Linked DNA regions of Anser cygnoides: region 2 is linked to region 1. The links are chromatin contacts, called in public Hi-C maps. All regions are on one chromosome and are shown on one strand. Each heading gives the region's core, a stretch centred on a gene start, on an enhancer-like site or on the middle of the called end of the contact. The rest is flanking DNA. Distances are from core to core; before and after follow the strand shown. Region 1 holds the start of GPD1 (glycerol-3-phosphate dehydrogenase 1). Region 2 holds the start of PPP1R1A (protein phosphatase 1 regulatory inhibitor subunit 1A).

Region 1 (5,546 bases), core at 1,300-3,799:
AGAGTACGCTGTTACAGCTCACGTAATCCCACTCCGGCACTGAGGCCTGCACCATTATCCATCCTGGCATTGCCCCTGTTGGGGCAACTCTAGGACACCTGGGGTCTTCTGGGGAGTGGCAAGCAGACGGGCTCCAACGAGCACACACTTCTACCTGGTTTTCTTCCTGACTGTTGCCTTGTCAGTCCCAGGGCTTCTGAGAGCCTTTCTGTGACTCCGTACTGCCTGTAGTGTCCCCGGTAGCCAGTATGAATGCTGACTTGGAGCTTTTCTCAAGTTCAGAAACCACAGCCCGTTCCTCCTCAGCTAGCATCTAGTTGTGGCACACGTGAGACCTGGGTCTGGGAAGCCTGGACCTGCTCTAAGGGTGGAGCTCTGCGGCTAGTCTAGTCCCTGCCTCTTTTTGTAGCAAGGTACCAGGAGATGGAGCGGGCAGGATGCCACGAGCTGACATACCTCCCAGCCCTCCCCTCCTTCACGCGGAGGGTGCTGCTGCACTGGGCTGCCCCACAGGTCACTCTCCTCCTTGAGGAAGTTACCGGACTGTGTAGAGAATCGCTTCTTCTCTTGTCCCTTTTTTTTCCTGTCCTGCTCCCTTCATGTTTATGACAGACTGTTTTAGGCTGGGAATCACAGGGGAGATGAAGCATTGGCTTACCGCAGGGGTGTGCAAGATCTGGAGTGCTGAGACTTCACTGCACTTCAAAACACTTGGGGTTCCAGCAAGCCACCTGGCTGCTTGTTTTCCCTGTAGCAGGGAGGGAGGATGCAACAGCTGCCCGTGTAATTGTGCAGGGGTGGGGTGTTGTACGCTCATTCCTTCGGGACAGTTGTCATATGTCACTTGCTTTGGGGACCAGAGGCTCCTTTGTGTGGACCTGAGTGTAACAGGACCGTCCTTGGGAATGGATGTAGCTCCAAGCATATGTGAGTTAGGAGATGTTTCCATGCTGAAGCTCCTGTGGTTTTTAGTCAAGTTTTAGGTTCCAGGGCTGCCATAAGGCCCAGCATGGATCAGGAATGTACAAGTAGACTTTCTTTACTGTGGGGAGTAGCAGCCCCCATGCCTCGTCATGGAACTATTTACTAGTGAACTAGTGGTCAGGTGTAAGAGAGCGGCTTCTCTAACCCGGATCTCAGTATTTCTGCTCGGGACTAATGCAAATGGACTCAAAAGTTGGTCATATTCTCTTGGAACAGCTGCAAAGCCACGTTACTGACAAGCCCCCCTCATCCCCACACCCGGCTCTGGTGTGGTTGGGAAGGTTACTATGAATTTGGGAGCCTGGGTGGCCCTACTCCTTGTGTCTGTGTTACTACATGTCTGTGAGTAATAGGCTCTCGACTTCCCTTCTCCTTTACCCTCTTTGAAATGGCTCCTCTGTGGTACTGGGGTGAAGGTCTTGGTGCTGGTGAAGCAGCCCACTGACTCCTCAGGGTAGTCACACATGAAGGATGCTGAGTACTGCGTAGGCAAACATAGCTGTTGCAGAGTAACTGCTTTTCTTAACTGAATATTATGGGTTTTTCCATGGACCAAAATTTTTTTTGTACTGTATCCTTGTAGATGTCACCCAGTTTTAATAAAAGCCTCCTGTGAAGGAAGCTGTCCTCCCTCCTTCTGTGCTGACAGCACACTTTCTCTCAGCAGCTGCCTTGGTGGATGATACCTCATGTATTTGCCTGGGAAGGGACAGGATTATTTTCACTTTATTTTTTTAACTGGTTTAAGAAACTGCAGAGAAAACGTTCATCACGTTTTGGCCTTTCATACAGCGTCTTTCAGGTAAGGATCTGTGGCTTGCAGCGCCCACTAAGCCTTTGCAGAGTGCTTTTGTGGTAAATAAGCAAAGTAACTTGAGCAAACCTGGAAATCCAGTGGCCAAGGTGCTGATAAAATCTAGACGGCCCGGTATTCACACCGCCGTGCAGAACGGTGACAGCCTGTTGTAAGCCCCGCGGGATTCAGGTATGATTTTGAGGAAACTGTATTAAAGGTTCCAGAGATGGGTTTAAAGGCATGCGAAAGGGGCTTCGCTCTTTGCACCCTGCCTTGGTTATCGGAGTAGAAATGTAACGCTTTACAGAAAACTTGTAAAGCCTCGCTGCAAGAGAAAGAGATCCTCTGCGTCTAGAAGAAAGGGCGCTTCGCGTAAGGCCAAGCAGTCGGTGCTGCTGCTGCTTAGCGCTGGGATGAAGGCTGGCGTTGCCTCCTGGCTCTGCAGTCAGATGGTTCACGTCTCCCACCCGGGGAGGTGACACGACGGGACGACGCTTCTTTGGGGGCAAATAAAATGCTTTTATGCGGCAATCTGAGGGGAGGGAGAGGGGGGGAAGCCGCTGGGCACTCACCGTTCCCGGCTGCGCTGAGATCGGCGAGCCGAGCGCCTTCGCTTCGGGGCAGCGATCTGCAGCCGCCGGGCGCTGGCTTGGCTTCCCCGGAGCCGCGAGCACCGGCTGCGGCCGGGGCCAGCGACCTGGGCGGCCCCCCGGGGCCGCGGGTGCCCGGTTTGCCCCCGGGGCGGAGCGGGAGGCGGGCTGGGGCCGCCCCTGCTCGGGGGCAGCCTTCAAATACCGGCGGCGGGCTCGGCACGGAGCAGCGCTGCAGCTCCTCGCACCATGGGCGGCAAGAAAGTGTGCGTCGTGGGCTCCGGCAACTGGTGAGCAGCCGGTGGCCGGGCGCTGCGGGTCCCCTCCCGGAGCACGGAGCTGTCCCCGGGACACCGGGACCCCCGGGCAAGGGCCGTGGGGTGCCCCGGGCTCCCCGGTGCCGGCAGCCTCGGTGCCTACGGCTCCGCTCTGCCCGTGCAGGGGCTCGGCCATCGCCAAGATCGCGGGCAGCAACGCGGCGCGGCTGAGCACCTTCGAGAACCTGGTGAGCATGTGGGTGCTGGAGGAGGAGGTGGGCGGCCGGCGCCTCACCGAAATCATCAACACGGAGCACGAGAACGTCAAGTACCTGCCGGGACACAAGCTGCCCCCCAACGTGGTGAGTGTGGCCTTCCCTGCCGAGCTCGAGAGCCGGCGCTGGCAGCCGGGCTCCCCGGTGACAGGTAATAAAAAGCTGCGCTGGGAGCTGCCGCGGCCCCGCGTGCTGGCTGTGCGAACGGGGATGCACGGGGCTCGCTTACACGTTCCCAGTGACCTTGCAGCGCGCTTGGATGAGCCGCAGCCCTGGCCACCCTCGCTGCCCACCTTTGCCCCTGCTCTGGCATCCCGCAGCCTGGGCTTGAAGCCACGCGGCTGCCTCCGAGCTGGCATCAGCGGTGCGCGGCGAGCCCGGGCGCTGTCGTCCTGTGACCGTACACTCAGCCTTTTGTGCTGCCAAGCTCCAGCCCCTCTGCCCCGCCAGCCTTTGTGTCCGTCCTCTTACGGGGAAACCCCACGCACTTGTCCTCCAGCCCCTGCTCCCCTCGTCGTGGACAGGGGCAGGCCCCTCGCCATGAAAAATCGGGTGCAGGTCCTGACGGTCCCACCCTGCAGGTGGCAGAGCCAGACCTGCTGAAAGCCTGCGCCGGGGCCGACGTCCTCCTGTTCGTGGTGCCCCACCAGTTCATCGGCAAGGTCTGCGAGCAGCTCAAGGGCCACGTGAAGAAAGGCGCCATCGGGGTGTCGCTCATCAAGGTGCGAGCAGGAGGAGCGCCGCCCTGGCAGCCGGGGGTTACAGCTTGTGCGGGGCTGCAAAGGGGAGCCAGGGGGGTCTGGGAGCAGAAAGTGGGCTCTGGGGTTTTGGTGGCGTACAAGAGGGGTGTGGGAAGTCTTCGCGGGGGTCTGGAGGTGTGTTCGTGGAGTGGAAAAGGGTGAGGGCATGCAGGGGGTCTGAAGCGCTGCGAGCGGGGCGCAGCTGAGCTTGGGGGGGGCTGTTGGGGCGACAGCATCGCAGGATGGGGAGTGACGGGGTTGGGACAGCGGGGGCCAGGTCCCGCTGGAGGGGACAGGTGCTCATCTCTGCCCCTGGCTGTCTCCCAGGGGGTGGACGAAGGACCAGACGGGCTGAGGCTGATCTCAGACATTATCCACGAGAAACTGGGAATAGAGATGAGCGTCCTCATGGGGGCCAACATTGCTAATGAAGTGGCAGAAGAGAAGTTCTGTGAAACAACCATCGGTAAGGAGCCAGCATCCCTCCTCATTAGCAGCCACCGTTTCTGACGAGCGGGAAGACGTAAAGGGGGGAGCGTGGTGCTGCCTAGGGAGAGCCGTCCCTTTTTCCCTGTGAAGGCAGTGAGGCTCCGTAGGAGCTCGATGAACTGATTCACAGGGTTTGCAGTGTGATTGCTCCCTTCATTAAAAACAGGGTTGTGTGTCTGAAAGCTCCTGCCAGCACTGACTAGGAGCATCTGGCAGTTGGCCTGGTACAAGTGAAAGGGACGGACACTGAGAGACCCTTTAGGAAATAGAGTTCACCTACCTTTATCTCACTGGGCTTCAAGGGACAATCACCTGGATCTCATGTCCTTGCTAGCCAGGGCTACTTGAGAGTTCATCTGGCGGCAGCTCCTGACATCCTCCGCACTGTTTGTGAACCGTACACAGCAGCCAAAACCAACAGAACAGTTCTCTGGGTTAGAAGTTACAAGATTCAAAGTGTCCGTGTTTGAAACAAAAGCAAACAAGCCATGCAGAAGGCTGCAGGGACCGGAGACGTGGAAGCAGAGCTTGCTGTCACTGCAAGCACAGAAACTCTCCCATGCAGGGCCCTGCAGGAACAGAGAGCGCAGCAGCCTCCAAACACAAATCTGCAGTCTCTGAAGACGCCTTTAATCTACTGGGCACGCCACTTCTCTCTTGCTCAATGCAATGGCAGGCATCATCCCCATCTTCTGGGAATCCCAAGGTTGAACCTTGATTATCCACCAGGCACTGTACGCCCGCCTGGCACTTTGTGGTCCCACAAACGTTTAGCAATGCCCAGCAGTTGAGCAAGAGATTCCTCTCACTGCGCCGGATGCGAGGGCTACGCTGCAGGAACATACCAGTGCGCTGGAGAAGAGAACAGCCCTCCTCCGGGGTCTCCTTCACGTCTCCCTCTCCCCTCACGCTTCTCCTTTTGTCTCGTCAGGGTGCAAGAACGCGCAGTACGGGCAGATCCTGAAGGAGCTGATGCAGACGCCGAATTTCCGCGTCACGGTGGTGCAGGAGGCTGACACCGTAGAGATCTGCGGGGCTCTCAAGGTGGGTGAGCTGCTGGCTGAGGTCTGTAGATCTCGGTTAGCAGAGCCTGAGCTCTGCGGGGAGCTCTGGGGAGGAGGCTGCCACTTGGATGAACTCCTCTGGATATTGCACCCTGGCTCGCTGAGACGCTTGGGCAAGAGGCCAGGTTTTGGAGGCAGCTGTGTGTGTCCTGTTCAGCTCCTCGGAGGGACTGATGGCTGCCAGACAGGCAGGGGCAGGCAGCAGCCTGCTCTCGGGATCACTCGGGCAGCCTGTGGATGTGGCAAAGCCCTGGGCTCTAGTGGGAACAGATCACTCTGTGCTATTGTCTTCCAGAACATCGTGGCTGTAGGGGCTGGTTTCTGCGACGGCCTCGGCTTCGGAGACAACAC
Region 2 (6,176 bases), core at 1,147-3,646, 270 kb before region 1:
CTGTCCCCTACCCGCCTCGGGGACACGCCGCGCTCAGCACCACGCCGCGCTCAGCACCGTCACGGGCAGAGGTGCGGGACCGAGCCCCCCCACCAGCCCCGGCACCCATGGGTGGCACCCAGGAGGGTCAGGGCCGATGGGTGCTCGTGGCATGGAGGGACCTGCGGGGACACGGGGACCCGAAGGCCGTGGGGACGAGGGCTGCTTGTGGGGTGGGGCTGGAAGGGCTTGGGGACAGCGCTGCGGGACGTGGGGACGCTGCTGCGGGCAGGCAGGGGGCTGATAGGGCTGAGCGCCCCCCCGGGAACCCCACTAAAGGGAACCCCACCAAGGGGAACCCCACTAAAGGGAACCCCGCCAGGTCTTTTCCTGCAGGGACACCCCCAAAAAAAGTGAGACACAAACCCAGGGAGGGGACACCAGCATCGTCACCTGCTGCCACCGCACCTCCCCGAGCCCCCGGTGACCCCTTCCACCCGGACGGGAACTGCCTGGCCCGGTGGGAACACGGGGACAGGGGGTGACAGAGGCTCCCGGAGGCCGAGGTCCCTCCTGGGGGGTGACACCGCACCCCAAACCCTGCCCGAGCAGGGCCCAGCACCCCCCTGAGCCGTGGCTGAGCTCCGCTGGGGGGGGGGAAACTGAGGCAGGGACGGGCACGGGATGCCCGCGGGCGTTACGGGGGGCAGGACGCCAGGACCCCTGCCCCCAAGGTGGGTGGGGGGACCCTCTCCCGAGCCCCCCCCCCCTTTCCCCGAGCCACTCTGGGCGCTGCAAATGAGCCGTGCAGCAGCCCCAGATGGTGCGTGGCCGTATTTAGCGACAGCGAGATGCTCGCCGCGCAGACGGCCCCGCGCTCGCCCCCGCGCCGCCGGCACGCTCCCCTCGGCTGGGGGGCAGCGCGCTTGGGGCCGGCGGGATCCTGGAGGAGCCCCCCCCCCCGCTCCCCTCCCCCCCCAATAATTCCTGGCTTTTTCGGCACCCTCGAGCCATCGCAGGGCTCCTCGTGTGCCCGGTTAGCGAGGGCACGTGGCGTTCCCAAACCCGCCTGGCCCCGGAGCCCGCCAGCCCGCGGGATTTGGGGTCGGAGGAGGACCTGGGGGTGCTCGGTGTGGGGCCAGGGGGGGGCCAAGTGAGCTCCGCACCCGGGTTCCCAGCCCCTGAGCGGCGCGGCCGCGTCCCCTGGACATGCAATACCTGCTGCTATTCTGGGGCCGCACGCCGAGCCAAGATGGTTTTGCAATGGGCTCCCACGGCCGGGCCCCGCTGCCCGAGCCCCCCCCAGCCCCCCGTTGCCGCAGCCGGGCTCTGCCGGCCCCCGGGGTGCCGCCGGCCACCCTGTGTGTGTCCCCCCCCCGCCCCAGTGTCACCCCACAGAGCTGGGGGGGGCCTGCGGGTGAGCCCCCCGCCCTGGGGCCCGTTGGATGCCCTCCAGCAGGGGTTGAGCAAGCAGGGGGGCGGCGTGGGGGCCGGGGGGGGCCCCGTAACCCTACACCCACCCTGGGCAGCCCGAAGGTGCGGCGCTGAGCCAGCCAACGGCTCCGGCACAGCACCCGGAGCCCCTCGGCCGTCCCCGACCCGCGGGGGCTGCGTGGCCCCCAGCCCGTGGGGGGGCTTCTCCGGGGGACAACGGGGCGCGGGGGTGTCCCCCATGGTTAGGGCCCGTCGCCGGGGTCGGGGTCGATGCGGCCACACCGCCCCCAGCCCCGTGCGCCCCGAATCGGCGTGTCTGTCCCACGCAGCACCCCGTGTCCCCCCCCCCCCCCCCCCAGCACCCACGCTGCTGCACGGCACCCAAGGGTGCTGCCAGCACCGCTGCTGTCACCAGGGGGCTGCTCGGTGCCACGCCGTGCCCTGCACCCCCGGGGACGGCACAGGGTCCTCTCCGTGTCCCTTGGGGGGGGGCTCCAAAGCACCCCACGGTCCCCACCCAGTGCCCCCCCCCACCCAGTGTCCCCCGCCCTTCAGTGTCCCCCACCCTTGGTGTCCCCCTCCCTCGGTGTCCCCCCCTCCCCAGTGTCTCCCTCCTGGTGCCACCCCCTCCCGGTGTTCCCCCCGGTGTCCCCCCCCCGTTGTCCCCCCCTCCAGTGTCCCCCCCCCCCCTCCGGTGTCCCCACCCCGTTGTCCCCCCTCCCCCCGTTGTCCTCCCCTCCCGGTGTCCCCCCTCCCGGTACCCCCCCCCCTCCGGTGTCCCCGGTGTCCCCCCCCCGGTGTCCCCACCTGCTCCGCCGCCTCGGGGTCGAGGTGCGGCTCCAGGAGCGGCACCGTGAACTGGATCTTGCGGGGGCTGTTGGGCTCCATGGCGGGCGGCTCCTCCGGCGCCTTCCCGGTGCTTACCGGAGGCTCCCGGAGCCGCCCCGGTCCCGCCCCGGTCCCGCCCCGGTTCCGCTCCGGCCCCCCCCCCCCCCCGAGAGCGTTCCCGGAGCCGCCCCCGGTCCCGGTGCTGAGCCCGGCCCCGCTCCGCCCGCCCCCCCTCCCACCCGGAGCCGCCCCGGTACCGGCGATTGGTTGCCGGACGGACAGACGGACACCGGCACGGACAGACGGACGGACACCGGCACGGACACCGGCACGGACAGGCGGACAGACGGACAGGGGCACCGCGCAGGGCGAGGGGCGCAGCGCAAGGGTGGTGGTGGTTTGGGGGGGGGGCGCTGGGACAGACAGACGGACGGACGGACGGACGGACAGACGGACAGACGGACAGACAGACGGGAGGAGGCAGGGGCAGGCAGGCAGGCTGGCGGACGGACGGACGGACGGACGGACAGACAGACGGACGGACGCCGGCAGGGGAAGGACAGAGGGACAGGCGCGGCCACCGGGGCAGACGCAGAGGGACGTGGGCGAAGGGGAGCGCGGGGGACAGACGGACCCCGGGGACGGACACACGGACGGGGCGCAACGCGGGCACGCGGCCGGGACTGACGGACGCTGGGGCAGGGCGACGCGTGGGGACGGACACGCGTGGGGACAGACGGACACGCTGGGGCACACGGATGGTGGGACACGGGTGGTGGGACACAGGGGCGGCAGGACGCACGGACAGCAGGACACACGGACAGCGGGACACAGGGGCAGCAGGACACAGGGGCAGCAGGACACAGGGACAGCAGGACACACGGACAGTGGGACACACGGGCAGCAGGACACACGGACAGCAGGACACAGGGACAGCGGGACACAGGGACAGCAGGACACACGGACACACGGGGCAGACACACGCCCGCACTGGGACAGACACACGGACGTGGCCATCAGGACCCGCAGGGACACGGGTCCTGCGCAGGCAGGGACAGACACACGGCCAGACCCTCGGAGCACGTGGCCACCGGGGTGCGGGGACGGCAGGACGGACGGATGCAGGGACAGACGCCCGGACAAGGCCAGGCACCAGCAGCCGGCCGCTCGGAGGGCACGGCACGAGCAAAGTCCACACGTGCTGCGCCCCGGGCCCGCTGCCCACGGGGGCAAATTCCCCTGGGGCATCGATCGCCCCCCCCCCCCCCAGCCCCCACGGGGCCCGTCCCTGCCCGCGGAGGTGACCCTGCGCCCCTCGTCCCCATTGTCCCTCGTGACTGCAGGGGGGGACGTGGCGCGGTGTCACCCCCAGGGCGGCTGCCTCGCCGATTTTGGTGGCCCAAAAGGGGACGCTGGCCTCCCCCGTGGTGGTGGCGGGGACGGGGTGGCAGCAGGAGGCCCGAGTTTCCTGCGGACTTCACGGTGGCAGGTCCCTGGATGCCCCGTGCCCCCGGGAGAGGCCGTCCTAAAAAAAAAAGGGTGAAAGATTTAGGGACAAGGAGGGGACAAGCGCTGCCCTGCACCCCGTGCCACCCCCCCCACGGGCTGGGACACTGCCATGTGGCAGCCCCTCTGGATGGGCACGGGGCCACGTCCCCGGTGTCCCCAGTGCTGCTGCAGCCCGGGGGTGTTTTTTGGGGGTGTCCCCAACCCTGTAGGGGACACAGCGGGGACAATGACCCCCCTCCAGCCAGGGTGGAACCCCCCTTGGCAAGGTGTGACACCCCCCAGAGCGGTGACGGGGACAGGGGTGACCTCTGCTCTACAGCATCGGCCACCCTGGGGGGCTGGGGGCTGTGGGGGACGAGGACACCGCGGTGGCCAACCCCGAGCTTCGCCCCCGTGCTCGGAGTGATGAATTTTGGGGCCCCCGGTGCCCGGTTCCAGCGGCCCCGGAGGCACCGTGGGGGCTTCGTGCTCTGGGGTGGGGGGAGCTGATGGACCCCGGGGTCCTGTCCCAAAGCCACCAGAGCCACCCCCCACAGGGTCTCCTCCTGGTGGCTCTCACGGGCTTGTGTCCCCAGCCTCTGCCACCCCCCCCCCCCAGCAAAGCTTCCCCAAAACCCCTCGGCAAGGGGCAGAGCCCCCCCCCAGGACACAGCCCCCGACTCCTGGGGCTGCCGGATCCGGCCCAGGGTGCTGGCTGCCAGGAGGTGGGGACAGAAATAGGGGGGGGGACGCGGTGGCAGCGCCGCAGCCGCAGCCCTAAAAGCGCGTCCCATCACTTATTCATGCCGCGGGAGGCTCCGGCAGCGGGAATTAGCTAACTAGGTCAGGCAGGAGGGGCCGCAGAGCCGCTCGCCCCCCCCCCCAATCCGGGATGCTCTGCCCGTGTCCCCCAGGCCTGTCTGGGCAGAGGAGCTGGCACCACGCGTGTCCCCAGGGCGGGAGGGGGCAGCGGGGACGGCGGCACCTCTGGGTGCTGCAGGTTCGGGACCGGACGCTGCTCTCCCCCCCCCGTGTGGCACGAGGACGGGGCAGCAGCCTGCACGCCACGCTCTCCATCGTGGTCTGGAGCTGGGGGAAAGGCACCAGGAACCCCGAAATGCTCCTAAAACCGTGTGCCCCCCCCCCCCCCGCCCTGCTCGTCCCCTGGGGGTGTCCGGCTCCGACGTCACGCAGCGCCGTTAATTATTGATGCACCAAACGCTCGCGTGCAGGCGGCCCCGCAGCACCCCGCTGCTCCGGGGGGGGGCTCGGTGGCCCCAGCCGGGCTGTCCTCGGTGCTGGGGTTCAATCCTGCGCCACCCCCAGCCTCTCCTGGAGGCGGGAGTGGTGAAATGGAGGATGCTGCGGGTGATGCTCCTGGGTTTTGGGGTACGTCTCCCCGCACGGGGTCCTCTCCTGGGGTCCCCTTGGTCGGGGGATGACGGGACATCCCCAGCCGTGCCTCCTCCCAGCTCCCCTCCCTCTCCATCCCTTCCTCCCCTGCAATTTTCCGGCCTCCTCCAAGCAACGAGGACACAAAACAGCAGCCGGGACCTCGCCCTCGTGCTGTCAGCAAATAACCGCGGCTCCCTGGGGCTGCCCGCGTGCGCTCTCGGCTCGGCCCACTTCCATTTTACTCCTCGCCGGGCTTTTACGGGAAAATCCTGCCCGGCTTCGATCCGGCCTTGCCCTGCTCGGCCTCGTCCTGGGAGCCTTGGATGCGGCCCCAGCTCGGCGGCGGGGAGGAGGCTTCAAAGCCCAGGAGCTGCTGGGGAAGGTGGAGGGGAAAGCGGCTTCAGAGCCGTGCGGCGGCGGGAGGAGAGGCTGCAAAGTCATTTTTTGGGGGGGGAATATCGGGGAGGAGAAGGTGGAATCGGGCCCAGATGCGGGGTGATAGCGCTGGGATGGATGCAGCAGGGATCTGGGGATGCTCCGGGTCCCTTGGCCACTAAGCACAGCGTCCCCTGGCCCTCGACATCCCTGAGCATCCCTGCCAGGGCGGGGATGGCGGGTGCTGGATGTGACCCAGGGCTAAAAAAACCCTCCAAGTGCATCGGGCTGAAAGCATCCCGCGGGAGGAGGAGGCTGCTTTTCGGCTCCTGGCCTGGAGGGAAGCCAGGGCACAGGCGTTACGGCGGGGACGAAACCCTTCCCCGCAGAGGAGGGGACGAAGTGGCACGGTGGCGATGCGCCGCGGGGCTTCCCTGGAAAATCGCGCTCCCAGGCGGGATAAAGCAATGGTTAATTCGGGGCTTTTATCCGCAAACGCTTGCAGGCTAAAAATATCCCTCCTCAGGGCAGCACCATTCCAGGAGAGCGCGTCCTGACGGCCCGGCTCGTTGCCTTTTTTGACGGGCTCGTGGCTTTGGTCGAGCCGCGCTGGCCGGGCTCACCGTGGGGCAGCCGTGGTGCCGCGAGGGGCAAGGAGCCGGCGAGGGCTGGGACGG

The links. Hi-C and Micro-C count contacts between places; a contact is called where the count stands out from the background.
Region 2: a Hi-C map of liver shows a contact between it and region 1, with 4 times the contacts expected there. The contact joins the promoter of PPP1R1A here to the promoter of GPD1 in region 1. A contact is called at or near these places in 2 of 7 Hi-C or Micro-C datasets (both in liver).

The regions. Positions count from the first base shown.
Region 1 is chr32:1,617,470-1,623,015 of Taihu_goose_T2T_genome, reverse strand. It overlaps GPD1 (glycerol-3-phosphate dehydrogenase 1), which reads left to right and starts at 2,549. Exons shown (of 8, transcript XM_048052888.2): 1 at 2,549-2,660; 2 at 2,812-2,989; 3 at 3,484-3,624; 4 at 3,970-4,108; 5 at 5,063-5,175; 6 at 5,491-5,546. The coding sequence starts at 2,620. It overlaps SMARCD1 (SWI/SNF related, matrix associated, actin dependent regulator of chromatin, subfamily d, member 1), which reads left to right. Exons shown (of 13, transcript XM_066985804.1): 13 at 1-1,605.
Region 2 is chr32:1,882,017-1,888,192 of Taihu_goose_T2T_genome, reverse strand. It overlaps PPP1R1A (protein phosphatase 1 regulatory inhibitor subunit 1A), which reads right to left and starts at 2,396. Exons shown (of 7, transcript XM_066985603.1): 1 at 2,221-2,396. The coding sequence starts at 2,301. It overlaps TESPA1 (thymocyte expressed, positive selection associated 1), which reads left to right and starts at 5,012. Exons shown (of 12, transcript XM_066985596.1): 1 at 5,012-6,176.